Linked DNA regions of Mus musculus: region 2 is linked to region 1. A link is a contact called in public HiCAR-type data. All regions are on one chromosome and are shown on one strand. The core of a region is the stretch at or near the end of the contact, and the rest is flanking DNA. Distances in the headings are between cores, read along the strand shown. Region 1 holds the start of Slc37a4 (solute carrier family 37 (glucose-6-phosphate transporter), member 4). Region 2 holds the start of Sidt2 (SID1 transmembrane family, member 2).

Evidence for each region. HiCAR-type assays count read pairs that join an accessible place to other places.
Region 2: a contact with region 1 is called in a HiCAR-type map of astrocytes, with 3 times the contacts expected there. The contact joins the promoter of Sidt2 here to the promoter of Slc37a4 in region 1. A contact is called at or near these places in 2 of 39 promoter capture datasets (liver and pre-B cells) and 1 of 115 datasets of contacts at active chromatin or transcription factors (astrocytes).

The regions. Positions count from the first base shown.
Region 1 is chr9:44,396,709-44,400,682 of GRCm38.p6, forward strand. Slc37a4 (solute carrier family 37 (glucose-6-phosphate transporter), member 4) reads left to right here and starts at 1,646. Exons shown (of 8, transcript NM_008063.3): 1 at 1,646-1,913; 2 at 2,541-2,773; 3 at 3,087-3,330; 4 at 3,781-3,939. The coding sequence starts at 1,766. Mir7085 (microRNA 7085) reads left to right here and starts at 3,715; the gene lies at 3,715-3,780.
Region 2 is chr9:45,953,599-45,957,572 of GRCm38.p6, forward strand. It overlaps Sidt2 (SID1 transmembrane family, member 2), which reads right to left and starts at 1,651. Exons shown (of 26, transcript NM_172257.4): 1 at 1,126-1,651. The coding sequence starts at 1,308. It overlaps A830035O19Rik (RIKEN cDNA A830035O19 gene), which reads left to right and starts at 388. Exons shown (of 1, transcript NR_152206.1): 1 at 388-2,400.

The DNA of each region.
Region 1 (3,974 bases), core at 396-2,895:
TGCTGAATTTATTTTCCAGAGAAAACACCATGCCTCTACAATTCAGGGAGTTTCCTGAATCTGCACCCTAACAGGAGGCACTCTATAGACACTGATCGACGAAACGTAATAGGTCATGTGGTGCTCAGCCTATAAGCGGCACTGTCCTTTCACTGGAAGCTGCTTGACAGGCAGGATGACGTCTCCATCCCAGGGTGGACAGTAGTCCGCCCAACTCTGTGCATGCGCACCAGCCTTACTCGAGTCCCGCCCCATCCCACTAGGGGTTACCGCCTCCGTCCAGGTAGGGGTGGCATGCGAAGGAGGGGCGTCAGTGAGGGCGGGACTAGAGGGCAAGTCTGGGACCTTGGGGCTCCCCTGACTTCCGACTACGCCGGAGGCTGTCCGGGTGACTGCCCTTCCGGGATGGCGACAGTTCCACGGCCCAGGGACAGCGCTCTTGCAGATGCGGTGCCCTCGTGGCTGCAGCGCACAGTCTCCGCAGCTCTCTTGCTCCTGTCCCCAGGACCCGCAGTTCCCAGCCAGGAGTCGGGTGTCCCGGGTGGCTTGAGGACACGGGGTGCTCGGCAGGTGGCAAGCGGCGCCGCCTGCCCATCCTGACTGGCAGAGCCTAGGCTGCCAGAGCGAGGGGCCTCCCGAGGCTACGTGCGGCTTCTCTCGCCTACGCCTTGTGCTCCAGCGGCTGTGCAGCGGAGCAGAAAGCTGCGGTGGCGTGCTTCGGGGACCCACAGCCCCGCAGTACGGACCCCCTACTGATGTCGCAGGGTAATAGGGATCCAGAGGCAGTTCCAAGGGGGTCTCATCCAGACCTAAGCCCTAGGCGCGCCTTCTGCGTGTCATTGCAGGGTGAACTGAGGGGCTTGTCCCCCCGTTTAATTTTGCAACTACTGCAGTTATCTCGCTCCTTACCTACTGTTGTTCCTTGCACATTTCAGTGACAGAGGCCAGCCTTAGTGGAAAAAGGAGAATGGGAAATTCCAGAAATAAACGATAGGCTTTAAGAAACTTTTACTATGGTGCCTCATTGTGTTTTACTATTTACTTACTAGGTCTAATTTATGTATCTACCTTTTATCACTGTGTGTATAAGGAAAGTGTATGCGCTGTTCCCTACCACCATGAGGAGTTCAAGAAATATATCCCCCAATGAAGGGGATACCTATTAGGAAACTGTACTCCATTGTGTGCTAAGCATTTGGTGAAGGCTCAGCAGTGGGTGTGGGGTTGTTTTTAAGGTATGTGGTTGATTGAATGAACCTGGGGGGTAGGAACCGATCTAGTGCCTTTCACAATGTCCGGCAGCCTGGCACCGCAAAGGAACCTGAGAGAATGAGAAAGTTCATTGACCAAGGGAGTAGGGCTATACTGAGAGCTTGCTCTGCTCATCCTACCCGAGCCTCCCCTGGGCTTGTGCAGACAAAAGTAATTAGGCTGAGCCTTTAATCACAGCTGGCTTCACAGGCAAGAAGACTTGGGAAAGGAGGGAAGGGCAAGCAGTCCTGGGGACCCTCTCCTCCCCCGGTTTGGCTCTCAGTAACCTGTTTTCTTGTCTCTCTCAGGACACTGGGTTCCCTGGTTGCTGCCCCAGGCTTAATGATTGTCCAGAAGGCGGCTATAAAGAGCCTGGGTGGAGGAGAGAGAAAGCGCACAGAAAAACACAGCTCAGCAGATCCAGGCACTAAAGAGAGCTAGCTGCAAGCAGGAGCAGTCAAGAATCTGTGGTCAGAAGTACTGGAGTGGGCCAGCAGGGCCAGCTTTTTCTACCATGGCAGCCCAAGGCTACGGCTACTATCGCACTGTCATATTTGCGGCCATGTTTGGAGGCTACAGCCTGTACTATTTCAACCGCAAAACCTTCTCCTTTGTCATGCCCTCCTTGGTGGATGAGATCGCTCTGGACAAGGACGATTTGGGTAAGCCATGGAAGGGCAGGGTGGTGGGCTGTGGGATACACCATTTGGAGTATGGTTTGTCCAAGCATGGGGGGTTTCAAGCTTGTATCAGGTGGAGAGGCTGAGCTCCATGTGCCTGGGTGTGGGTGTACATGTGAAACCAGTGCTTAGCCGGTGTATATGCCTGGCACCCACACGTGCCCAGGAGGTGCTACTGGGAGCGGGTAGCAAGGTTTTCACACCTGTTCGTGCATGCTGCACCTGCAGGTCACGGTGAACACTGGGAGAGTAGCACCATGATTTGATGTGTCCTGCGTGCTACCTGCCAGGGGGAATAAGATCTTTGACTCTAGAGTCCTTCGCATTCAGACGTGTTTGGGCTTTTGGCGAGCATTCAGAGTGAGGTGGGAACTGCATATTCCAGGGGTAAAGAAAGAAAGAAATCCAAGAGGCTGAGAAGGTCCAAGTCAGCCTGGGCCTGTGATGCACGGCTCAGCAGGCAGGAGAGTGTCAAATCCGGGAAGGAACCTGTCTCACCCTGCCAGGCACCTGTACACACCTGACCCCTTACCTTCCTCCGCCCCTCCTGTGCCTCTGCCCTGTCCCTAACCCCTCAGGTGTCCTGCTCCCTGCTCCCCTTCGCTGCAGGGCTCATCACAAGCAGCCAGTCGGCAGCCTACGCCATCAGCAAGTTTGTGAGCGGGGTTCTGTCAGATCAGATGAGCGCCCGCTGGCTCTTCTCCTCTGGGCTGCTCCTGGTTGGTCTGGTCAACGTAGTCTTCTCATGGAGCTCCACAGTGTCAGCCTTTGCTGCTCTTTGGTTTCTTAATGGTCTGGCACAGGGGCTGGGCTGGCCCCCCTGTGGGAAGATCCTGAGGAAGGTGAGTGCATCTGATGAGCCTGAGGGGGAGGGCACCCAGTGGGCACTTGGGAGCACCTCTTCTTACACAACCCTTCCACCCCTAACCCATAGCAGGTTCCTTAGGAGTTCCCTGCCAGCTCCTGCTGCTGTTGGGATATTTTAGGAGCCTGAGGGTGGTGGGATCGGGTGGCAGACGAGGGACTGGGCTCCGCCAAGTAGAAGCACTCTTCCCTCATCCCTGTAATGTGAGTGTCTAGGTCTGCCACACTCGAGCTGCTCCTTCTGTGTGGCCTCTAAGCCAGGCACCTATTCTGTTCCCCTCTGCCTCACAGTGGTTTGAGCCATCCCAGTTTGGCACTTGGTGGGCTGTGTTGTCAACCAGCATGAACCTGGCTGGAAGTTTGGGACCTATCTTGGCAACGATCCTCGCCCAGAGCTACAGCTGGCGCAGCACACTGGCCCTGTCTGGGGCACTGTGTGTGGTTGTCTCCTTCTTCTGTCTGCTGCTTATCCACAATGAACCTGCTGATGTTGGACTCCGAAATCTGGACCCTGCCCCCTCCAAGGGCAAAAAGGGTAAGCCTCTATCAAGCTGACTCCTAGAGCACCTTCCTTTGCCCCTGGCTCCGCACGATTTTGTTAGGACTAGCCTTTGCCTTGCCCTGTGCTTGCCACTGGATGTAGGCGAAGGAATGGTAATGGAGATTGGGTGGGAGAAGTAAAGATTCTATCCTGAAATCAGCCAGCGCATCCTGAGCCTTCTCTGACAGCACAGATCTCTCCATTCTGGGTAACCCCCTAAGTTTAAGCAGTTTGGGTGCCTTCTTCCACCTGCACCGTCCTCATTTCCTTTCATTTGCATCGAGGTAGGGGAGAGGGAAGCAGGGCTTTGAGGGGGTGCCCCACATCAATCCTGGTGGTGCTCACAGCCTGTTCTGGCAGCTGGCTAATGAACGGTGGTGGTGCAGTGGGGGCAGGCCAGCAGGAGCAGAGCCCAAGTCCTAGCTGGCCTCTCCCCACCTTCAGGCTCATCAAAGGAGGAGAGCACCCTACAGGATCTGCTGCTGTCCCCCTATCTCTGGGTGCTGTCCACTGGCTACCTCGTGGTCTTCGGAGTAAAGACTTGCTGTACAGACTGGGGCCAGTTCTTCCTTATCCAGGAGCGAGGGCAGTCCGCCCTTGTGGGTAAGATGAGTGTTTAGACAGAGAAGGGTGTACAA
Region 2 (3,974 bases), core at 401-2,900, 1.6 Mb after region 1:
TCAAGACGTGCCCTCAAGCCCTCAATCTTCTTCCTCATGAACTAGGAAAGCAGCAAGAAGCTCCGGTTCCACTGCTACTCTGGAGGCCAGAGCCCTGCAGGGAGGGGTGTAGGGAACTGTGTCGAAATACAAGTTGTCTCTCTAGTTCTGACCATGGGCCAAGCTCTGAAGTGACTTTCCATCTGAACCTTGATTCACCCTCTCTAAGAAAATAAAGAAATAACCCACCCTCTCTGCTGCGGACAAAGCTACACAGGACAGTGGGCGTTTAAAAGTGAAGAAATCACAACTGCAGACAACTAGTTACTAGGTTGCTGAAACCAAATCTAGGGGTAACGTTTCCCTGAGGGGTAGGTGCCACTTCCGGGATGATCCTGGAAATGGTACTCAAAAGGGGAGATCAGACTTCAAGGAAATGGATCCTGATGGTTGATCATGGCCTGCCAGAAACCAAACTCCTCTCCCTCCCAAAGAAAGCCTCAGGTGCCTCCTCCTCAACTCCAGTGCTTCCGAGTCAATCCAGATCGGGCCTTGGAGAATGAGCAAGAGAGCTAGGCAGGCCACACAGCCAGGCAGCAAGAATCTCCCAGGCTGTGCTCTGCCTGGGCCCAGCTCTGCCAGCCTTCTTTCTACTTTCACTACTGGGAAGAAATGAGTAAGAAGTCGGAGATAGTTCTGTCTTAGAAACAAACTCCCTTTTCTCTTGCCACTCAGCCTTCGAGGGCCTTATCTTGTCACCTTCAACTTACAAGGCCAGCTGGCTTTCTGAGGCAAGGAGGTCTGTCTCCTTCACCTCCCTGTGACCGAGCTCTTTCAATTCTAAGTTGGCCCCATCTGGAGTTGTCTGAGCCACGCAAGGCTGGGAGCCTGTTTTCCCCTCACCCCGACCTCACAGACTGAGAGCTAGATTGAGAGCCAGGTCACAGAGCAGACCAGACCGGTCCTGATCACAGCTGGTGGCAGGGAACTTCCCAAGCTGCCCCGCTGGAGCTGCCCGGGAATGCTGGTGGAAACCAGGTCTTGGCAGGGGGAGGGCGGCTCAAAGGCTGGCGGAGAGGAAAGGGGCAGCATCAAGTCCAGGCCGGGCGCCCACCCGCTCGGCCGCCCGTGGAGTCCCGCGCTCACCCGGTTGCGGGTCACGGTGTGGTTGAAGGTGTAGATGTTGACCAGCTCGCTGTTGACGTCGTCCGCGTAGGTGCGCTCAAACTCCGCGTCTTTCTGCGAGACGTTCTTGGGCCCCAGGGCCCCCAGGTGGCTCTCGACGGAGGCCACCAAGAGCACGCACAAGGGCAGACGCCAGGCGATCATGGCCCGGGACGGCGGGGATTGGCGACGGGACGGCGACCGGGCGCGTTGCGGCTGCCGCAGCAGCTTCCAGCATCTCACCGGGACCAGAACTTTAACCCCGGCCTCAGATAGGACGCGTCCCCTCCCTGGAGCCGCTCCTGGGCCTCGCGCGGATCCCGGCTCGCGAGGGCGGCACCGCGACCCGCTACCCCAGCCCGGCCCAGCCCGGCCCAGCCCGGCTGGAGACCCGGCGTCCGCTCGCGCCCGGAGAGCCGAGGCGGCGGTGGCCCTGGCCCGAAGGCTTCCCGGACGCGGGCCCTTTAAGGGCGGCGGACGCGGCGCAGAACTCGGAGCTACCAGGAGCTGCGCCGCGGTAAACAGCGGGCTGTGCCCGCCCGCTTACGTCATGGGAAACCGACGCGGATTTAAAGGGCCAGGCTGCCTCTACTTCCCACGCAGCCGTCGCCGCCTCCTTCCTTCGCTGTCCTGTGAGCGTCTGGAGTTGGGTTTTTCACGAAGGATCACTAAGTATTGGATTCTTGCTTTTGTGGTCCGCGTTTTTTTGGCTTTTTGAGACGGCTCACATAACTCAGGCTGGTCTGGAACTGGTCGTGTAAGTTTGGAGAGTCTTGAACGCCTGATCCTCCTCCCACCTCTACTGCTGGGTGTTGGCATTGCTGGCAAGATTCACAGAGCCCAGTAAGTGCAGGGTCTTGCTGACAGATGATTTCTTTGCTCAAGACAGGAATTGTGCTCCAAAATCATTACCCCAGCATCATTCTTTTTCCCTCATTGGCTCATAAAAGCGCCTGCCCACTGAGAGCAGCTCAGCGGCCGCTCCCCTCTCACAGTAGAGGGGATAACCAGAACCAGGGCACCATAACCAGGATGCCTTCCAACCTGTGAGCTCTGTCCCTACTCTGCAGAAACTGCTTTGTTTGTTTGAACAAAGCCCACGGAAAGATTCTGACCTTTCGTTGTCAACTGGCAAAAACCTTTCTGAGGAACTGTTTTGGCTTAGGCTTAAAAGAGCTCTATACCCTTCAACCCAGTCATTCCACTCCAGGGACTGTGTCCTACGAATAAGAAATACAAATAAAATATGGGGACAGCAATTTGCATCCCTGTGATCTTGAGAAAGCTCAAAGGAAACTGCTTGTTCACAGTGAAGGAAGAGGTGGTCAGAGATACTACTATGAAGTTAAGCAGATAGATTCTTAATACCATCAAAGGGACATCTAAGGAGGGAATTCAAGAATAACATTATATAAGTGGTATATAATCCAAACTTCAGACATAAATAGGAAAATATGCACAAGAACCGAGCTGAGATGGCTTATCAGGAAGAGGCACTTGCCATGGAAAGCCCGGCCTGAGCTCTACACCAGGGAGGAGAGAACTAACTCCACAAATTTGTTCTCTGACTTCCACAGACACCTGGCAACATGTGCTTGCGCACTTCACACACAGACACATGAACAATAATAAATTATATATATATATATACACACACACACACACACACACACACACATGTACAAGGGTGGATGAAGTGTCTCAGTGGGTGCGGGTGCTTGCCAAGATGCCTGATGACCATCTCTGGGACCCAAAAGGTGGAAGAGGGGAAAAACCTGACTCTGCAAGTTGTCATCCGCCCTCCACATGCATGCTGTAGCACCTCTGAAACATACACATATACACAATATGTAATTAAAGGTCATTACAAAGAACACAGACACACACACAGACACACAGACACACACATACACACACACACACACTTGGGTTCCATCCTGTTAGGAAAAGTATCGGTTCAGGGAGCCCCAAACCAAGTTCTCAGCACAAAGGAAGATTGATTTGCCACAGAAGGCATGGAATATGAGACAAAGACAGGAGACAGTGGATGAGGGAGAAGGGGAAGGGGTATTTGAGGACAAAGGACTGCCTCTGGCTAGAGAGGAGACAAATGTGGCCCATAGGGAAATGATGGTTTATAAAGGTAAAATGGGAAACTCCATGTTAGGATGAGGCGTTTAATTTTAATTGGGCATGTTAATTAGGCGAGCCAAAGGGAGCTTTTGATTGCTGGACTTCAACACTTTGATAGCTGGACCTTGGTAATCAACCTCAGGTGAAAGGATTGGCTAAATTAAGGAACAGACCTTGGGGGCTAGCTTTAGGAATGTATAATGTCTTTTTAGAAAGACAAATGGGGGAGAAGGGCAAGGCCTGCCAAGCCATGCTCACCAAGCTCAAGCTGTCAGAGTCCCTTCAAACCCCCAGTATGGTAAGTAAATAAATAACGTGTGCTACAATTGGATGTATTGTATTTCTGTAGACAAATTTTGTGTTTAAAGAAAAAAAATGGGCTGGAGAGATGGCTCAGCAGTTAAGAGCACTGACTGCTCTTCCGAAGCTCCCGAGTTCAAATCTCAGCAACCACATGGGGTATCACAACCACCTGTAATGTGGGATCTGATGCCCTCTTCTGGTGTGTCTAAAGACAGCTACAGTGTACTTACACATAATACATAAATAAATCTTTATACAAAAAATATGGCCAACCCTGAAGCTGTCAGATGTCCTGGCTAGGAGCATGTAGGCTAGTACCCCCTTTCTCAGAGTACTATCCATTGACAAGATTATAGCAGTCTGGACTGTCTTCTAAGGGGACATTCTTCCAACTA